Linked DNA regions of Oryctolagus cuniculus: region 2 is linked to region 1. A link is a contact called in public Micro-C data. All regions are on one chromosome and are shown on one strand. The core of a region is the stretch at or near the end of the contact, and the rest is flanking DNA. Distances in the headings are between cores, read along the strand shown.

Region 1 (4,823 bases), core at 1,600-4,099:
CCTTTATTTCATTTATAATAATTAATTTTTTTTTTAAAATCTATTATTCATTATTTAACTGCCTGATTTTCACTTCTTCCAGAGAACAGAGAGGTAAATGAAGTTATCCACAAGCAAGAAAAAGAGCATGGGGAACGAAAGGAGACAGAGGGAGAGAGAGAGATGCCCTGTATGGTATTACCCCCCCCCCCACACTTCCAGAAGCTACCCTGTGAAGTATGCCACCTTTTAAAAAAGGTGGAATTTGTGTGTTCAGGATCAGTCAGTCACTGTCTAAATCAAAGCTGTGTCTGATAATGGCAGGGACCATGGAAATACAAAATGTGAATGGATGGGAAGTAGAGAGAAGCATGAGCCAACATGAGAAAATGAACAGCACTAGAGTGAACAAAGAACACGATGAGAGAGAGACTAAAATACTTGTATTTTTCTGATGGACCGAAATGTCAGGAAGTGAGACCTGCAAGCTTAGTGCATGCACTGAATCCTGGTTGCCTGTTAACTTTCCTCACAGCCACTTGATATTTTATGTGGATTTATAGAGGGGTTGATCGTTTACCTGACAATTAAAATGACAGAGAGGAAGAGTAGCTATTAGAGATTACAGACTGGGTAAGGGAAGATATCATGTTACTGGGAGGTTGGTTAGCAATAAAAAGAGAACTGGGTAAATTGTTTGTAGTAAAATACTCACTAAACAGTAAAACCTTTAAGTCTAACCGTCGTATACAATATGATTATACTCATCTTAAAATTGTATGTTTTCATACTGAAGCTAACATTACACAAGTAGGAAAAGCTGTCACATGGACAAGTGCGGTTTTAAGTCAACACTTAATTTAATTATTTACAATGAATTTAGTTGTTCGTGGTTGAAAAGGCATGTCCATAGGGTGTGGTGATTGTCAAGGCACCTGTGTTCAAGCCTAAGTTGGAGTGCAACAGTGAAATCCTTTAATAACTTATCCAAACAGAAATATCCACAAATTTTTATGCAGCCAAAAAGTGAATATGGCGATTGACTGCACTCTTTTTAATTCACTAGTTTATTACTAGTTGCCTTTAGTTTAAAAGCAGACAATTTTCTGGTAGGAAAGCAAGTTCTAAGCACCCTCAAGAAGTCCAATAAAAATGTACTTGACAGTCCCTTTGTCCCTTGTTCACACTAAGCTCAGAACGGGAGATAAACCATTAATTACATTCACCATAGTGAAATGCAACCATTACCTCAGCTGAGGAATGAAAGGCACGAGTTCTCAAACAACGGAACACTGTTGTTGCAGCCCTCTAGTTGCCTCTACTGAATTTGTTTTCTAAAATGTTCATAACCCGCCAGCTTCAAGAAACCTAACAAGGACTGGCTTGAAACAAACGTCTTCGTAAAGCAGAAAGTGCAGTTTCTTTGGAGAAGCAAAATAAGAAAAACAGCGTTAGCTATCTTGCTGCCAGACCAAGGCACACGACAGGCAGGGACAAGACTTCCCCCAGCGCAGCGCTCACCAACGCGCGGCGCCGAAGCGCCTTCCGCCAGGGCGCCTCCGAGCCGCGCTCTCGGGGGGCTCCCCGGCGGCGGCGCGCGCTTCTGGGCCCGTCCCGCAGCGGGCGCCGGGGAGGCCAGCCGCGCCGGGACGCTCGGTTGCGGTTGCGCACGTTTGAGCGCTTCCCGCTCTTACCCGTCGGGCGAAGACTTTCAACTGCCATCTGGCTCCCGAGGCGGGCTTCCTGCTCTGTCTGGTGCCCCCTGGTGCTCACCACCTGTACCATCCTGGGCAGTCGCAGAGAGCAGAGGGGTCCAGGGAGCACAAGGATGCTTTCAAGAAAAGCGTTCCATTACTGGCAACTTCTGTGTGGCCCCGGGCTTCCTGGGTGCAGAGCCTTTGTGTGAATCACACGCGCGCATACACGCGGGTCTAGAGGAAGAGGATGGCGATGTTTTAACAGAGCCAGACTGAAAACACGTTTCAGTCAACTACAAAGGCAGAAGTCAACTCAGACCTCAAGTTTGTGGTCAAACACGCAACGATGTGCGGATTTTATCTTTGCCCGAATCATCCTCCTTCCCACTCCAGCCCCACGCCCCTTTCACTGGTTTTCTGGCAACGTGAAGAGAGTTCATGATGATCCTGGATTTCAGTACAGTAGTTCATTTTTGCGAACGGGCTTGGGACTGGTAGCGCCGAGAAATGTGGCCTTAATTGTCATGGAGGGAAAGAGGATGCAAGATAAATCTCCCTGTCTCCTTCTCCAGTCACGTAATCGATATTAACCTCCTGTACCATCTTTACAAAGTTTCTTTAATCCTACGTTAGGAGTCGTTGGCTCCTCCAACACTCTGGACTCGAGCTCGGGTTATCTTGCTTTGCACTTCCCCTCCACCCCAACGCCCCCACAGTCACTCAACACTGCAGCGGCTCTCTCCATTAAAGATCATTTTTCATTGCATGGCAACCCTAAGAGCCCTCTTGCCTTAGCAGAGCATGATGGGAGTCTCTCCTCTCATTCTCCCTCCCTCTTTCTTTTTCTTTCTTTTTTTTCTTCCTTGCCCTTTTCCACAATAAATCTCTAAATAATAATTTTCCTAGCTAGCGCTGACTTCGGGATGGGGTTTGAGCGACCCACGATGACGCTCCCATCGGCCTTCCAGAAGGGGCGGTTTCCGAAGAAAACTACAACTCCCAAGAGGCATTGGGCTAAAGCGGCCGCAGGGCATCACGGAAGTCGTAGGCTCCACTTCACTCCGCCCCGTTAAGCCCTACAATTCGCAAACTACAAGTCCTAGGACGCCTCGGTCCTGGCGCGCCTGCGCGAGAGCCCCCCGCGCGCGGTGGGGGTGGGGCTGCCCCGGGCGGCGGGGGGCGGGGTCGGAGCGGGCTGTGTGGAGGCTTCAGACTCCCGGCGCCATTTAGCGCGGAGAGTTTCCCCGGCGGACGCGGCTCTTCTCCGTCGGCCACCCCGCACCCCCGTCTTCGGTGACAGAAGGCGCCTGGTGGGGTGACTGCTCTCTTCTCTCCCCATCCCCCTTCACCCAGTCCTCTCGGTCTCCTCTCCTCTCGGCCCAGAGAAGCAGCGGAGCCCGGGCCCGCGGTGAGCGGCCCTCCCCTCCCCACCGTTCCCTCCCTCCTCAGCCCCCGGCCCCGGCCCGGGAAGGAGACGGGGGTTTGCCAGGCCCGGGGCGGGCAGGGAGGCCTTGGGGAAGGGGGGGCCCGCTCCTCAGGCTCCGAGGCTTCGCGGCTTTGGCCCTTCCCATTCGGGCGATGGGCGCCCTGTGAGACCGGTCCCCTGACTGGGGGCGCGTGTGAAAGGAGGCGACCGCCGGAGTGACCGGGAGCCCCGGGGCGGCGGCCCTCCCTCGCCGTCCTCGGCCCCTCCCACTCCTGCCCTGAGGCTGCCACCGCCTGGGCGTCGGAGCTCGTCCCTTCCGCGCCGTGCCGCCGCCCTCAGGGCCTAGCCCGCCCTGCTCGGCGAGCGGCGACGGTGGGAGCTGAGCCGCCGCCGCCGCATCCGCCGCATCCGCTTCGACTCGCTGCCGGCCCGGTGCCCTGCCCCTCATGACTGCGGCGCCTCTGCTGCCACAGCCTTCCCGGCCGCCGCTCGCCGCAGGATGGATGCGGACCGTGCAGCGCTAACCCCCGTGGCTCCGCTGCCGAATCGCCCACCGACGAGCCCGCCTCGTGAGCCGCAGCAGCAGCCGCCGAAACCGGGCCCCGTGTCCCGCCTCGCCTTCGTGGCGTCCGGTCGTTGCTGACTGAGAGTCGTCCGGGCCGCTGCGAACCCGCCCCGAGAGAGCGGTGCCCTGCGGACCTTCGCGGCTCCCGCGGGGCGGCCCTTCACCCTCTTTTCATTCACAAATCCGAGCTCGCGCCCGCGGACCCACCATGTCTGGCGGCGCCGCAGAGAAGCAGAGCAGCACCCCGAGCTCCCTGTTCCTCTCGCCGCCGGCGCCTGCCCCCAAGAATGGCTCCAGCTCCGATTCCTCCGTGGGGGAGAAGCTGGGCGCCGCGGCGACCGACGCTGCAGCTGGCAGGACCGAGGAGTACCGGCGCCGCCGCCACACTATGGACAAGGACAGTCGCGGCGCGGCCGCGACCACCACCACCACTGAACACCGCTTCTTCCGCCGGAGCGTCATCTGCGACTCCAACGCCACTGCGTTGGAGCTGCCCGGCCTCCCTCTGCCGCTCCCCCAGCCCAGCGTCCCCGCGGTTGTTCCGCAGAGCGCGCCACCCGAGCCGCCCCGGGAGGAGACCTTGACCGCCACCACCGCCTCCCAGGTGGCCCAGCAGCCTCCAGCCGCCGCTGCCCCTGGGGAACAAGCCGTCGCTGGCCCCGCCGCCTCGACTGCCCCCAGCAGTGCCAGCAAAGACCGGCCAGTTTCCCAGCCCAGCCTTGCGGGGAGCAAAGAGGAGCCACCGCCGGCGAGAAGTGGAAGTGGCAGTGGCGGCGGCAGCGCCAAAGAGGCCCCGGAGGAACGGAGCCAGCAACAGGATGACATCGAAGAGCTGGAGACCAAGGCCGTGGGCATGTCCAACGATGGCCGCTTTCTCAAGTTTGACATCGAAATCGGCAGAGGATCCTTTAAGACGGTCTACAAAGGGCTGGACACTGAAACCACCGTGGAGGTCGCCTGGTGTGAACTGCAGGTAAAGCCCCACCTCCTGCTTCAGCTTACGGTCGTGTGCAGCCCCAGTTTGCCTCGGTTAAGACAGTTTACCGAGTTCACCCCCTTTGGTGTCACTCTCCGAGTGGGAGGGGGAGGCCAACTTTGAAAGCAGTTTACGTTAGGAGAGTGCATTTACCTCAGCGTCGGCACTGGGTCAGAATGA
Region 2 (4,823 bases), core at 1,196-3,695, 870 kb after region 1:
CTGGGGTTTGGGTACCGAGTGGGCGAAGGGTGAAAAGGCTGTTGTAGTTGGGTTTGCTCTTTATACATTTCAAAATAAAAACCAGATCACAGTTTTCCAACGAAAGCTTCAGTGAAGGCAAACATTGTCCCCAACTCCCCAGGGTCGAAAGGACTGGCCCTTCTCCCTACCCAGCCCCAGGCGCGGCGGGATACAGTAGTCAGTCCTGCGGCCCTGCGGCGGCAGGGTGGGTAAGCAGCCGAGTCCACCGCTCCCCCGCAGGGATGAGGAAGAGGGGAGGAGGGCCCAGGCGGTAGTCCTGGAAGCGAAAGGAACGGAACGGGCTGCAGGTGGGGAGGGCCCCACCTCATCCACTGCAAAGACCTGTGTATGCACGTGCCTGGGGTGGGGGGAGGCCAGGGGAGCCGGTGCTGCCGCCCTCACCTGACCTTCTCACTGTCCGTCATCTGCCAGAGTCCCAGGTTGAGTACCTTGAGGCAGGGAAGCTGCGTGATTCGCTCCAGGCCGCGCTTGGTGATTCGGGTGCAGCCGTACAGGTCTATGCCAGTGAGCTGGCTCAGGTGCTCAGCTATCAGCTCCAAGCCCTTGTCCGTGATGCGCACACACTGTCCAATGTTGAGCGTGCGCAGCCCGTGCATCTGCCGCACCATGCGGTTGATGCCATCGTCACTGATGTGGCAGGAGCAGAGGGAGAGGGACTTGAGGCCGTCCAGCCCCTGGGCTATGTAAGCCAGACTCTGGTCCCCTACCTTGTCACAGAACGACACATCCAGCCCTGAGAGGCGCAGGCTGCCCATGGCCAGATGCATGATGCCCGTGTCACTGATGTTGTCACAGGAGCGCAGGTTGAGGCTGCGCAGGCTGCCCATGTGCGACAGGTGCAGAAGGCCGGCGTCAGAGATGCCCCCGCAGAAGCTGAGGTTGAGGAGTCTCAGGCCCGTCAGTCCGCGAGAGATGTGCTTTAGAGAAAGATCCGTGAGCTTCTGGCAGTCCTGCAGCGTGAGCTGCTCCAGGCCCAGGCAGCCCTCGGCCGCGCTGCGCGTCATGCCGGCCAAGTGCCCGATGCCCACGTCCGAGAGGTGGCGGCAGCTGCGCAGGTTGAGGGTCTTGAGGCGCTGCAGCCCCCAGGCGATGAGCAGAAGGCCGGTGTTGGTGATGTTGCTGCAGCCCCCCAGCTCCAGCACCTCCAGGCCCTTGAGGTACTGGGCTATGCGGCCCAGGCTGCTGTCGGTGATCTGCTTGCAGAGACTCAGATTGAGGGCGCGCAGGGAGCCGATCTCCTGCACGAACGCGTGGCCCAGCCCGTTGTCAGTGAGGTTGTAGCAGCCGCTCAGGTTAAGGCTCTCGATGTTGGCCATGCCCTGGATCACGTAGCTGAGGCTGCGGCGGAGGCTCAGGATCTGCACGCGGCGGATGCCCCGGGCCTGCAGGCTGGGGAACAGCGACGGGTTGGCCCGGCGCAGGTGCAGCTTGGCCTCCACCCCCCGCCACACTGACTTGTGGTAGGCGGCGTCCCGCCAGGCCGTGCACACCTGCGCCGCGCGCCCCTTGTCCCGGACGTCCAGGTAGCCGAAGATCATGGCCAGCAGCTCGGGAAACAAGCACGAGATGTGGGTCTCCATCTTCCTCCTCCCCCCTCCGCGGCGCTGGGGGGAGGAGGCGCGGGCCCCGCCGCCGCTACTGCTGCTGCTCCTGCCCCGGGGAGCCGACGCGAGAGGTTCGCCCCGGCCGCCGCCGCCGCCGCCTCGGGCCCAACGGACGGCCCCTCCCCGCCTTCCGGCTCCGGCCGCCGCCGCCGCTCCTCCTCCTGGTCCGTCCGTCCTTCCTTCCTTCCTGCCGGCCTCGCCTCCCTGCCCTCCCCCCGCCCCGGGCTCTGCTCGGCGCTCACATCCCGGGCGGGGAAAGCGCCGCGCACTCACTCCCGAGCCCCGCCGCCGCCGCCACCACCACCGCCGCGAGTCTAACCACGCCGCGCTCGGGCCGCGCCGCTCGGCCGCCGCTCCCACGCCCCCTGCCGCATCCTCCGCCGCCGCCGCCGCGCCGCGCCGCTGCTGTGCGGGGCCGGCGGGCCGGCGAGGGGCCCCCGGGGCCGGGCGCACGGGCTCCGGGCGCCGAGGAGGCTTCCTGCTGCCTTTGTCTCTCGCCCGCTTTTCAAACCTCCCAGCTCCGGGCCGCCCGCACTCAGCCGCCCAGGCGGGGGGACCAGGAGGCCAATCCGGGCCACCGGGCGCACGTCCCTTCCCCCTCGCCCCCGCCCCCCGCCGTCCGCAGGCAGTTGGCAGCCGCCGGCTCCGGCACCGAGGACGCCGCGGCCGCCGCGGCCGGAGCGCGGCCCGGCGCAGACCCGGGGGCAAGCCGGCGGGCGGCGCGGTTGGTAGCGTCCGGGACAGGCCGCTCGCCAGACTGCGCCTTCGCGCGTCTCCTCCTCGCTGCGGCTCCCCCGCGCGCGCCGCGCAGTGGTACGAGCCTGCGCTGCCGGAACTGTCGGCGCCGTTGCCCTGGAAACCGAGTTCTCCCGGTCCCGCCGCCCCTGACTTTTAACCCTGTAGGCGCCGCTGGAAAGCCGCTGTCAGCAGAGCGCGTCCCCGCCCTCCTCCTCGTGGCCCGCAGCCCGAGGCTGAGGCGTCGCTTCGCCGGCCACGCCCCAGCCCTCTTCCTCTTTTTCTTCCTGCTGGCGGTCCAACGCCCCCTTCACTTATCTCTAGGATTCCTGACCCTTACTTCAGCCCTTCTCCTGTATCATCCTTGCGAGACTCGCCCCCATAGAATACTGGGTAATCATCACCCAAGTCTCCTTCCTTCTTTTTGCTGCCCCTGATGACCCTTAACACTGTTATCACTCCCCCAGCTCCCCACAGTGGGGCTTCGTTTTGCTCCAGTCTCGACCCTTAAATTGGGGGAGAAACTCTGTTTTACTCATCTTAGTTTAGCACTGGCCCCACTTCAGTTCCCATTCTAGAATTTTCTAGAATTATTCATGGCAACTTCCCCCTAGCATCTTATGGTTGTTTCCAGACAGTGCCAGGCAGGCTTCCGTCGGGCCTTTTGACATCAGAACTTGGACCACTTCCGTGCCTCGCTGCGGAACAGCTGGGCCCTCAGCCTGCTCTGATGGTAGAAGGCAGCAGCCCTCTCTAAGCCTTTCTTGGGCTTTTTCTTCTCATCGACTGCTGGATCACACATCCTGTGGCCCACGTGTATTCATGTCAGTACACTGGAGTGTAGAGGTGCAAATTTGCTCTCTTCAGCAGCAGCAGAATGACTCCTGGAATGGTTTAGATAGTTGTCTGTCAGTTTATAAACTCGGGGGGGGGGGGGAGACCAGGGCAATGCTCCGAGTGCGGCCCCTGCATCCCACGTGCACACTCAGAGAAGTTCAGAGTTTCATTTTCACTATCCCTAAGCCAAAAGGTTTTGAGTCAGAAAAGTAATGGCTGCATTTTGATTCATGAAGCCACACAACCAGATAAAAGACAACCAGATTTATCCATCAGGAAAGTAAAATGGGTTTGTGGATTCAGTTTTTAATAATTTTGATTTTATTTATTTGAAAGAGAAAGATCTACCATCTGCTGGCTCACACCCCCAAATGCCCACAACAGCCAGGGCAGTGCCAGGCAGGAGCCAGGAACCTAATCTTGGTCTCCCAGGTTGGTGGCAGGGGTGCATATTAGCAGGAAGCTGCAATCAAAAGTGGAGCTTGGTTTCAAACCCAGGGACTCTAATACGGGCTGCAGGTTTCCCAAGCAGCACTTAACCTCTATGACAAGCACCTGCCTGTCATTATTTGTGGACCTGAACAAGATTTTGAAATGATTGCTGGGGCTGGTGCTGTTGGCGTAGCAGGTAAAGCTGCCGCTTGCAGTGCCAGCATCCCATATGGGTGCCAGTTCGAGTCCCGGCTGTGCCACTTCTGATCCAGCTCTCTGCTGTGGCCTGGGAAAGCAGTAGAGGATGGTCCAAGTCCATAGGCCCCTGTACCTGAATGGGAGACCCAGAAGAAGCTCCTGGCTTCAGATCAGTGCAGCTCTGGCCATTACGGCCAATTGGAGTGTGAACCAGCAGGTGGAAGACCTCTCTCTCACTCTCTCTCTCTCTCTCTCTTTCTCCCTCTCCTCTCTCTGCCTTTCCTTCTGTCTGTGTGTAACTCTGACTTTAAAATAAATAAGTAAATCTTAAAAAAAAAAAAAAGAAAGAAATGGTTGCTTAGTATATAAGATTGATAGCTTTTGGCCACTTCTCTTTGTCCAAGTGGCCAATACAGACCAAGTACATACAAAATCATGTCTAAGCAAAATATACCTTCCTAAATCAGGAAATGCAGAAGCCAAGATTATTCCTTTTTTTCTTTTTTTTAGATTTATTTATTTGAAAGAGAGAGAGAGCAAGATCTTCCATCCACTGGTTCACTCCCCAAATGACCGCAGTGGCTGGAGTTGAGCCCATCCAAAGCCAGAATCCAGGAGCTTCTTCTGGGTCTCCCATGTAGAATAGCAGTCCAAGGACTTGGGCCATCTTCCACTGCTTTCCCAGGCCATTAGCAGAGAGCTGGGTCAGAAGAGGGGCAGTGGGGACTCAAACCAGTGCCCATATGGGATGGTGCCACTGTATGCCAAGGCTTAGCCTACTACAACATCCAGAAGCATTTCAGTAGATATCAGTATTCATAGGGGAAAAGAAAATGGCCCTGAGTTTGGACACCTGGTGACTATTTTTTAAAGATTTATTTATTTATTTGAAAGTCAGAGTTACACAGAGAGAGGAGAGGCAGAGAGAGAGAGAGAGAGGTCTTCCATCTGCTAGTTCACTCCCCAATTGGTGCA

Evidence for each region. Hi-C and Micro-C count contacts between places; a contact is called where the count stands out from the background.
Region 2: a contact with region 1 is called in a Micro-C map of ear pinna, with 9 times the contacts expected there. The contact joins the promoter of FBXL14 here to the promoter of WNK1 in region 1. A contact is called at or near these places in 2 of 6 Hi-C or Micro-C datasets (ear pinna and an unstated tissue).

What each region holds. Positions count from the first base shown.
Region 1 is chr9:98,555,459-98,560,281 of mOryCun1.1, forward strand. It overlaps WNK1 (WNK lysine deficient protein kinase 1), which reads left to right and starts at 2,850. Exons shown (of 28, transcript XM_008259848.4): 1 at 2,850-4,640. The coding sequence starts at 3,876.
Region 2 is chr9:99,426,876-99,431,698 of mOryCun1.1, forward strand. FBXL14 (F-box and leucine rich repeat protein 14) reads right to left here and starts at 2,446. Exons shown (of 1, transcript XM_008259812.4): 1 at 1-2,446. The coding sequence starts at 1,622. The coding sequence ends at 420. All of the region lies in intron 1 of WNT5B (Wnt family member 5B), which reads left to right.